2 separate regions of the Mus musculus genome follow, and region 2 is linked to region 1. The links are chromatin contacts, called in public HiChIP or PLAC-seq maps. All regions are on one chromosome and are shown on one strand. Each heading gives the region's core, a stretch centred on a gene start, on an enhancer-like site or on the middle of the called end of the contact. The rest is flanking DNA. Distances are from core to core; before and after follow the strand shown.

Region 1 (4,487 bases), core at 762-3,261:
TATTTGTCATTGCCACAGAGTTGACATGTTCATACTGATCCCAGCCTCAATCCCTCATGAGAATGTGCATATGGTTATTAGGGAACTCAAGGCTCTGTGTGTCTTTGTCACACACCCACAGCACCTCTCCTGTTCTTCTTCTGACTTCTGAGATCTTACAGATGCTGGGCCTCATGAGGTATCCTGTCTAGTTACTATGTCACCTGCTGTGTCTCTTCAGGGGAAAGCACAGATTAAGCCTGACACATTGCTATGTCTATGGTATATTTTAGCACCATCATCAAAGTCTATGCCAGTAAAGTAGGCCACAGCCCATAGGCCTCAGTTTGTAATGAGATGTTTACGCATAAGGCTATTTATACTTTTCTTATCACCTCTTATGTTACTAAGGTTTCAGATCCTGTAATAAAACAAATGAGAGAATCATTCAAAAACTTGGGAAAGGTTTATTTGGGACCATGGTTTAGTAAATGTTCATTGTTGCTTGGGGTCATCATAGTGGGGAGTGTGGAACAGAGAAATGCTGCCCACTCCATGACAGCCAGGAAACAGAAAGAGGGAGATCAGGAGCAAAAGGGGTAGAGAGACAGAGACAGAGAGACTTCATGTCCTCCTAGAGATCTAATGTCTTTCCACTAGACTGAACCTTGTAAAAGTTGCAGCATCTCCTAGTAGCACCATAGTTTAGCAATCAAGCTTTTGCTACATGGTCTTTGGGTGACATTTCAGTCCTAAAACATCGAACTACAGTAGAGTGAGTACCCTCTTTCAAAATCTTGGGGGTCCCACACAGATTGGTGCTAAGTTTCCAGTCTCTATTTGAACCCTGGGATTTTTAGAGACAAGATGGTGTACCCATGGTCAGTATTGTGTAAGACACAGCTAGTAATTACATTACAGGTAGAAGCGATTGCCCTTGCTGGACCTGAATTAGACACACATATGATGTATATGTATGTGTGTGCATGTGTATATATGTGTATGTATAAATTTATTCCATAGGTTATGTGACTCTGGAGAAACATGACTAAGATGCCTTCTAACTCATGAGTGCACAGAACATATTACTATTCCAAAGGGATAAAAGGGAACAGAATGAGGAAATATTGGCCCAAAGAAAGACTAAAAAACAGCAGGGCAAATTCTAAATTCTGTCTCTCCATGTCCAGTGTTAAAGCATTTTTCAGGACTTCAATTCCTATGGCTTTGTTGACTACAGCATACTTTTCTCTCTTAGGCTGGTTCCACACCGATCTGCAGCTTTCCCTAGAAGATATCTCATTATCCTAACATCTCTAACACCTTGGGGTCACTAGCATTATTCAGGATTCATCCCCATAGTTTCACACAATGTTTTTATTGGCTCTCCAAGCAGGGACACTCCTGTCACATGCCTAGCCTCTGCAGCTTTCCTTAGTCACACAGGAAGATCCCATAACCCCTTTCTTATGTTCTTGACTCTAAAACCAGAACCACTTGGCTGAAGTTGCCAAGTTCTACGGCTTGCTGTGGCTGGAACTTGGCCCCCTCTTTCCATCACATTTGCATCAGCTTCCTCTTGTTGCTGGTTTCCTTCAGTGCTTCAGCTTTTCTTCAATTCCTTTTCACAAATTGGAAGCTTAGCTGGGTAGGGTCTTACCCAAAGGTCTCCACTCTCTTTATTCCATGTAGTATCACAACTTTTATTTTTTATGTTTTGAAAACCATTTGGTATCATGCAATAAAAATGAGTATAGAGATGTTTGTAGGCTCATTTGGTTTTTGGGTAATAGATTCTATTCAAGGCTCCCCTCACCCCAGTACAGCTTGAAAACCACCTGACAGTAATTAAATTATTTCAGCATCTCACTCCCATCTCCCACACACATTTTCCCCTTTTGTTTTGTTATTTGGCATTATGTACAATTTAATCTTCTTTAAAGCAACCAGCATAGCCACCCACAACTACACATGCTCACTCTAAATCTGAGCCTTGGGGATGGGAAGGACGAATCCCTCCCCTTTCCCTCACAGGTTGTAAATTGGTTATTCACATTTTCTTGGATGAGAATTTTAAGCACTGCACAGCATCTTCATAAGCACACACAGCAGATGGCTGGGAATACTGTGTGATAAGAAGAGGGAGCCAATTTCTTCAGTTATTTTCACCTCCTGAACACATTCCAAAGAAATGCAGCGGCATATTTTAGGGTATCTCTACAAGACCCCTTTCCTTAAATATGAATATAATTTGCTGCTGTGTTCACTTTAAGATGGACTCCTTTTGGGGCTGTCTTTATTGTAAGAGATCTTGTAGTATTTTTGCATAAAATTAAACTTTTGTTCAAAGCTCTCCTGGGTGTTGCTGCCTAGGAATTAACCCAGATGTTGCTTCTCCACATTCAGAGTGGCTATGAAACAGGAGGCAATGAAGCCTGATATTCAGATGACTGCCAGTGACCTTCATGCTTCTCTCTTGTGTAATGACAGGATCCAGAGAAAGGAAAAAAAAATCCAGGTCACCTAGTTTGATCTGTGAACTGGCCTCAACCTTTATCAACTTGAAAACTTTAGGCATGCTTCTTAGAGTCCAGATAATTCTGAGAAAAGGTATAGCTATTTTTACCTACTGGATGGTTGTTGACATGATGAGAGATTATATAGATGAAGCTCTTTCCTTATGTGTTCATTAATGGTGATGAAGTTAATACGTCAATAGTAGGGAATAAGATGTACCTGGTTGCCATCCTCAAGAGCATTCTTTCTTCATAGACATCTTACAGGTAAGTCTTTGGGGATAACTCCTGCTTGTCAGCAAAGCTTTAGGGAGCCTTAGCTCAACCAGAAATGATCCTTTGGCCTCATGTTTTCTCCACATACGTCATTTTTTTTCCTTTTTTTTTTTTGCTATGATTGAAATTTTTGTCTAATATTTGTCCATGGACTTAGTTTAATATCTGAAGAAGTTTGTTTATATGGATAATTCTTGTTGTACAAGTGTGTTTGGAAATAGGCCAAGTTCATTTGGTCTGTTTTTCTAAGACCATAAATCAGTGATGGCATGCAATAACTCGCATTAAGAAGCAGAAGGCAGGGCTAGAGAGATGGCTCAGCGGTTAAGAGCTCTGACTGCTCTTCCAGAGGTGCTGAGTTCAATACCCAGCAACCACATGGTGGCTCACAACCATCTGCAATAGTATCTTATGCCCTCTTCTGGTGTCTGAAGACAGCAACAGTATATTAATATACATATAAATAAACAAATAAATAAATCTTTTTAAAAAAAAGAAGCAGAAGGCCTTTTGAGTTAATGCCTCAGGAGAGTTGATGCAGACAGACTAAGTCTTCTGTGGACTAAAGGATCTAGAGAATTGGGCTAAATTATAATTCTAATGTTATACTGCCGTATATCATGGCCACTAGATACAAGTGGCTATTCAAATTTAAATGAGTGCAATAAGAGCAGCAGCAGCAGCAACAACAACAATATCAACTCAGTTGTACTAGGCAGAGTAGATACATTTGGCCAGTGCTATCATAGAAGACAGTACGGAGACAGAACACTGCTGTCATTGTAGATATTTGTAGAATGTTCATTTGGACAGCACTGTTGTGCTTGGAATTGACCTAAAGAGACCAAAATGTTAGAGGATTGTAAACCATGGGATATTCCAAAATGAGATGATAGGTGAGAATTAAGGATTGTTGGCCAGTCTAGACTCATCCAAGGCCTGTACCATCAATCAGAGGTAGTTTAGGAGAACGGTCGTGTGGTATAAGTGGGCCTGCAGCTTGACCAAAAGTCATAGAGAGTAGTTATCCAGAAGGACCTGGAGTATGGACTGGTTTTCAGCCTGCAGGTTTGGGAAGACACTTGCCTATAATGTTGCCTATGTTGTTTTATCTAGACCTGATTCAGGATAGGACTGGAAAAAGACTAGATTCTTCTTCTTGATTCTTAGTCATGGTTGCGCCATTCTGAAAAAAAAAAAAAGTCTCTATTTCGGTTAAATAGCAATGTCTTAGTCAGGGTTTCTATTCCTGCACAAACATCATGACCAAGAAGCAAGTTGGGGAGGAAAGGGTTTATTCGGCGTACACTTCCATGCTGCTGTTCATCACCAAAGGAAGTCAGGACTGGAACTCAAGCAGGTCAGGGAGCAGGAGCTGATGCAGAGGCCATGGAGGGATGTTCTTTACTGGCTTGCCTCATCTGGCTTGCTCAGCCTGCTTTCTTATAGAACCCAAGACTACCAGCCCAGAGATGGTCCCACCCACAAGGGGCCTTTCCCCCTTGATCACAAATTGAGAAAATGCCTTAGAGTTGGATCTCATGGAGGCATTTCCTCAACTGAAGCTCCTTTCTCTGTGATAACCCCAGCTGTGTCAAGTTGACACAAAACTAGCCAGTACAAGCAACAATATCAAAATAAAAGTAACTTGGTTTCAGCTTGTTTTTTGTTTGTTTGTTTTTTAATTCTTACCTCTTGCCCTGTTGATTCAAGTCA
Region 2 (4,487 bases), core at 558-3,057, 470 kb after region 1:
GAATAATAGTGGTAGGTTTCCCCCCTGACCTATATCTAGTCATATTCTTGGCCACTTGAATAGTGTCAGGTATATGTTCCATCTCTCGGAGAAGGTCTTATATCCAGTTAAGAAACTGATGATTATTCCATAACATTGGTGCCATGATTATATCAGTATATTTTGCAGGGAGGTTGCTCTTGTAGGTCAAAGGTTCAGAGCTGGATGAGATTGATTATTTTCTCCTCATGTAGCATCCACAGTACCTTCCAGCCCTACGAACAAGAGAAGTAGGGATAAACCTCCTAGTTAGGCACCAGCTCAATTTCTCCATATTGATGACATAAGTGTCTTTAGCAATAGGTCCTTACTATTAGATTGTGAGGGGTAGCTACTTGCCTTGGCAATAGCCTGTAATCCTTGGGGGGTGTCTAAAGGGCACCCTTGTCCAATGACTGAAAATGATGCAACCTATTCCTTGTACATGGTAATAATTAGCACAAAACACAATTTCAATATCCAGAAAAAAAAAGAAACAAAAAACCAGGAACAACCAATGTGTATGCGTATATGTGCCTATTTATGTATGTGTCTCTTTTTGTCTATGTGTGTGCATATGAGTGTGTGTCTATCTGTGCATGTGTGAATATATGTATGTACTTATATGTGTATATGTATTTGTATGTATGTGTATATATGTCTGTATGTGTGAATATGTCTGTGTCTATAGGTGTGTATGTGTGTGCAGGTATATCTATGTATATCTATGTGTATGAGTATGTATAGTTTCTGTGTCTATGTGTATATGTATGTATTGGCACATATGTATATGCATATATGTTTGTATGTATGTTTATATATGTCCATGTATGAATATGTGTATATATTTATGTCTGTGTTCATATGTATGTACACATATATGTCTGTTTATATGTATGCATGCATATGTGAATACATCTGTCTCTATGTGCATACATGTGTGTGTATTTAAAATAGAGAATCACTGGGTACTGTTGCCATTTACTATGTGACTATTAAGCTCAGTGGTATCATGTCAAACTGTCATTTAAAATTTGTATTTTAGCCTGGGCATAGTGGTACATACCTGTTGTCCTATTATTTGGGAGGCAGATGCAGGAAGAGCAAGGGGGTGGAAACAGCTTGAGTTGTTTATCAAGACCTCATTTTGATAAAGTGTAAATTAATTTTCCAAACAGCAGATGTTATTTGGGTCTTCAGTCTCATTCCTCTTCGGGAAGTGTGTGGTACATGCCCCATATCTGAATCTAGACAGCAGCTTTCCATAAAGCACAAGAGGAGACACTGTGACAACACAGCGGGCCAAGCCTTGTAGCTTTTGTCTCTTGGAATTTCTATTTTGGAATTAAGATCTCCAGCTGTAAATTAATCCGAACAGAGTTTTCCTGAAGAGCCCTGTCAGGTACACAGTGAGCCTTTGGCTGCCACTTCAGCATATCCAGTCATAGGAGTCACACCACTCAGGAACTGGTTTCTTCAGTCCCAGCCAAGTCATCCTATCAAACACTGCCTGGAGTGGATATAAAACAGGCCTGCCAAGCCCTGCCTAAACTACAGGTTAATTACTGAGTTTGCAGCTATTTTTTCATGTATCTTTGAATAAAAAGCAAAAATGGGTATCTACTTTAAGGATCTGGGTATGTTTCCTAATACATAATGCAAAGATGTCATTGATGAGCCTGTGGCCACGTCAAAGCAGATGCCTTTTAGGGTGCCAACCTCCCTTTATCCTCCTGTGTCACATACCAAATGCAAGCAGTTATGAAGGAAGATGGGACTGAGGGGTGGGTTTCAGAAAATAACCCTGCCAGATGCTGTCTTTCAGCCTCTCCATCGTGATCAACCAAACAATAACCCCAGCTGAAATGAACACATGTCCTCAATTAGAAGCTATTGATAACAACTGGGTAGCAGAGTACATGCCAAGCCTGATCTCTGATAATTGCTGCTGAGAGCTGAAGAGATTACAGAGAGAATGTTAAGAATCACCCCCCCATCTCTCTCTCTCTCTCTCTCTCTCTCTCTCTCTCTCTCTCTCTCTCTCTCTCATTCTTCCATCTGGATATGAAGAATTTTAATGGAATTTTAGACTTTATTTTATGTTATGGGTGTGAGAGCTTTGCCTGCATGTATGTCTATGCAGCATCTGCATACAATACCCACAGAAGTCAAAAGAGGGTATGAATTCCCTGGAATTGGAATTAATTGTAAGCATCTATGTGGGAGCTAGGAATCAAACCAAGTTCTTCTGCAAGAGCTGCATGTACTCTTAACCACTGAGCCATCTCTCCAGCACCTGAAAAATAGAATTTAAAAAACTTAATCATGTGCTAGGTACAGAGACACATTCCTGTAATCCCAGTACTTGGAAGGCTGAGGCAGGAAGTTCAAGAGTCCTAGTCCAGCTTTGACTCTCTAATGAAACCCTAAATTGGAAAAGAGGAAAATTTAAAAGCCATCTTATGTATACTTGGTGTTTCAAAGTACAGCTGCCTACCTCCCAACATTTCCAAGATATTAACAAGTTAGTTCTTTCAAAGACCTTGGGATTCAGCAGCACAAAAATTGCAGGACAGTAGCAGATGTTGCTAGTATAAGTTTACAGCACTTTTGTATTCTTATTGCAACATTTTGAGGATTTATTTACTTAAATGTTCTATGTATATATATATATATATATATGGATCATGTGTGTGCAGTGGCCTAACAGCACAGGGGAGTGAGAGGAGAAGAGAAAAGTGGGTGCCGGGGTTACTAAGCATCCAGGCTAGAAGAAACTCAATTCCTGGGTTTGATGATAGACCCTATTTCAAATTATAAGGTGGAAAGCAAGAGGGATCATGATGTGGATCTCCAGCCTTAGCATCTGCATACACAAGAGTTAGCACAACACACACACACACACACACACACACACACACACACACACACACACACACAATTGGCCTACAGACAATTCCACTAGGCTCTTCCCTGGAACCTAGTAACAGTGTCCTAGTAACAGTTTACATCATCATCTGTTTCCAGGTATGAGCCAGGTGGCAGCTTATACAAAGTTTAGAGCTGAAAGGATGGACCATCCAGAGACTGCTGCACCCGGGGATCCATCCCATAATCAGCCACCAAACCCAGACACTATTGCATATGCCAGCAAGATTTTGCTGAAAGGACCCTGATATAGCTGTCTCTTGTGAGGCTATGCCAGTGCCTGGCAAACACAGAAGTGGATGCTCACAGTCAGCTATTGGATGGAACACAGGGCCCCCAATGGAGTAAACCAAGGAGCTAAAGGGGTCTGCAACCCTATAGGTGGAACAACAATATGAACTAACCAGTACCCCCCGGAGCTCGTGCCTCTAGCTGCATATGTATCAGAAGATGGCCTAGTTGGCCATCATTGGGAAGAGAGGCCCCTTAGTCTAGCAAACTTTATATGACCCAGTACAGGGGAACGCCAGGGCCAAGAAGTGGGAGTGGGTGGGTAGGGGAGCAGGGCAGGGGGAGGGTATAGGGGACTTTCAGGATAGCATTTGAAATGTAAATGAAGAAAATATCTAATAAAAAATTGGAAAAAGAAAAAAAAGATTGCTTATTACCCTCTCTCTCTCTCTTTCTCTTCTTTCTCTCCCTCTCTCTGTTCCCACATGTTACCAACTATCCTCTTCCTCTCTCTTCTTCTTTTTTTTGTCCTCTCCCACTCCCTTTATCTGCCTCTACCCCTTTCCAGGCACCTTTTTTCTTCCCCTCAATAAACTTTCTTTTATACTCATGCCTTTACACGTAGCATGAGTCCTCAGCGGGATATTTTGGACAGCTTTCCAAATTGCTCCCACCACCACTGCATTATATTATAAAACATAAAATGCCACATGCACACACACACACACACACACACACACACACACACACACACACCAAAATAAAAATTAACAATAAAATACAATTTTAAAATAATTTCTCAGTAAAAATAAACGGATATGAGAATTGGACACACTTGATCAAAGTCCACTGACATGTGCTGGAGTTACAGATAGGCCACCACACTAGGCTTTAACATGGACGCCAGGGATTCAGATCCTTAGACTTGTCTGTTCCATTAGGGCAGGGAGTGTTCCAGGAACCTTCCAGTCCAATCCATTCATCTGAGCTTCCCTCAGGAAGCACTTGGGCTTGTGAATCTAGGCGTAGGCTGCTGGGGCTCTGGGATGTCAGGTTTGTCCTTGAGAGGGACATGTAAGGGTCTAGTGGTGGGACTCCTCTGTGTGTCTGTGTGTGTCTGTGTGTGTCTCTCTCTCTCTGTGTCTGTGTTTGTGTAAAGGAGAGAGAGACATACAGAAAGACAGAGAGACAGAAAGATAGAGACAGAGATAAGAGCAGAGACATAAAGAGACAAATTGAGAATGTTTTTAGATGCTTCTAAGACTGACTTTGCAGGAATATCCCCACAGTGCATCTAATCCCTGCAAACA

The links. HiChIP or PLAC-seq counts read pairs in DNA pulled down with a chosen protein or histone mark.
Region 2: a contact with region 1 is called in an H3K27ac HiChIP or PLAC-seq map of VIP interneurons, with 2.9 times the contacts expected there. The contact joins two enhancer-like sites. A contact is called at or near these places in 1 of 484 Hi-C or Micro-C datasets (cortical neurons) and 1 of 115 datasets of contacts at active chromatin or transcription factors (VIP interneurons).

Annotation. Positions count from the first base shown.
Region 1 is chr3:56,360,735-56,365,221 of GRCm38.p6, forward strand. No RefSeq gene overlaps it. Among named protein-coding and RNA genes, the nearest start is that of Gm40054, 5.4 kb to the left of the region's middle. Within about 2 kb of position 2,012, at least 18 of the 459 cell types and tissues checked have an H3K27ac peak or open chromatin away from gene starts, as enhancers often do. A contact at or near this core is called in VIP interneurons, where this site is marked.
Region 2 is chr3:56,829,039-56,833,525 of GRCm38.p6, forward strand. No RefSeq gene overlaps it. Among named protein-coding and RNA genes, the nearest start is that of Gm32237, 130 kb to the left of the region's middle. Within about 2 kb of position 1,808, at least 11 of the 459 cell types and tissues checked have an H3K27ac peak or open chromatin away from gene starts, as enhancers often do. A contact at or near this core is called in VIP interneurons, where this site is marked.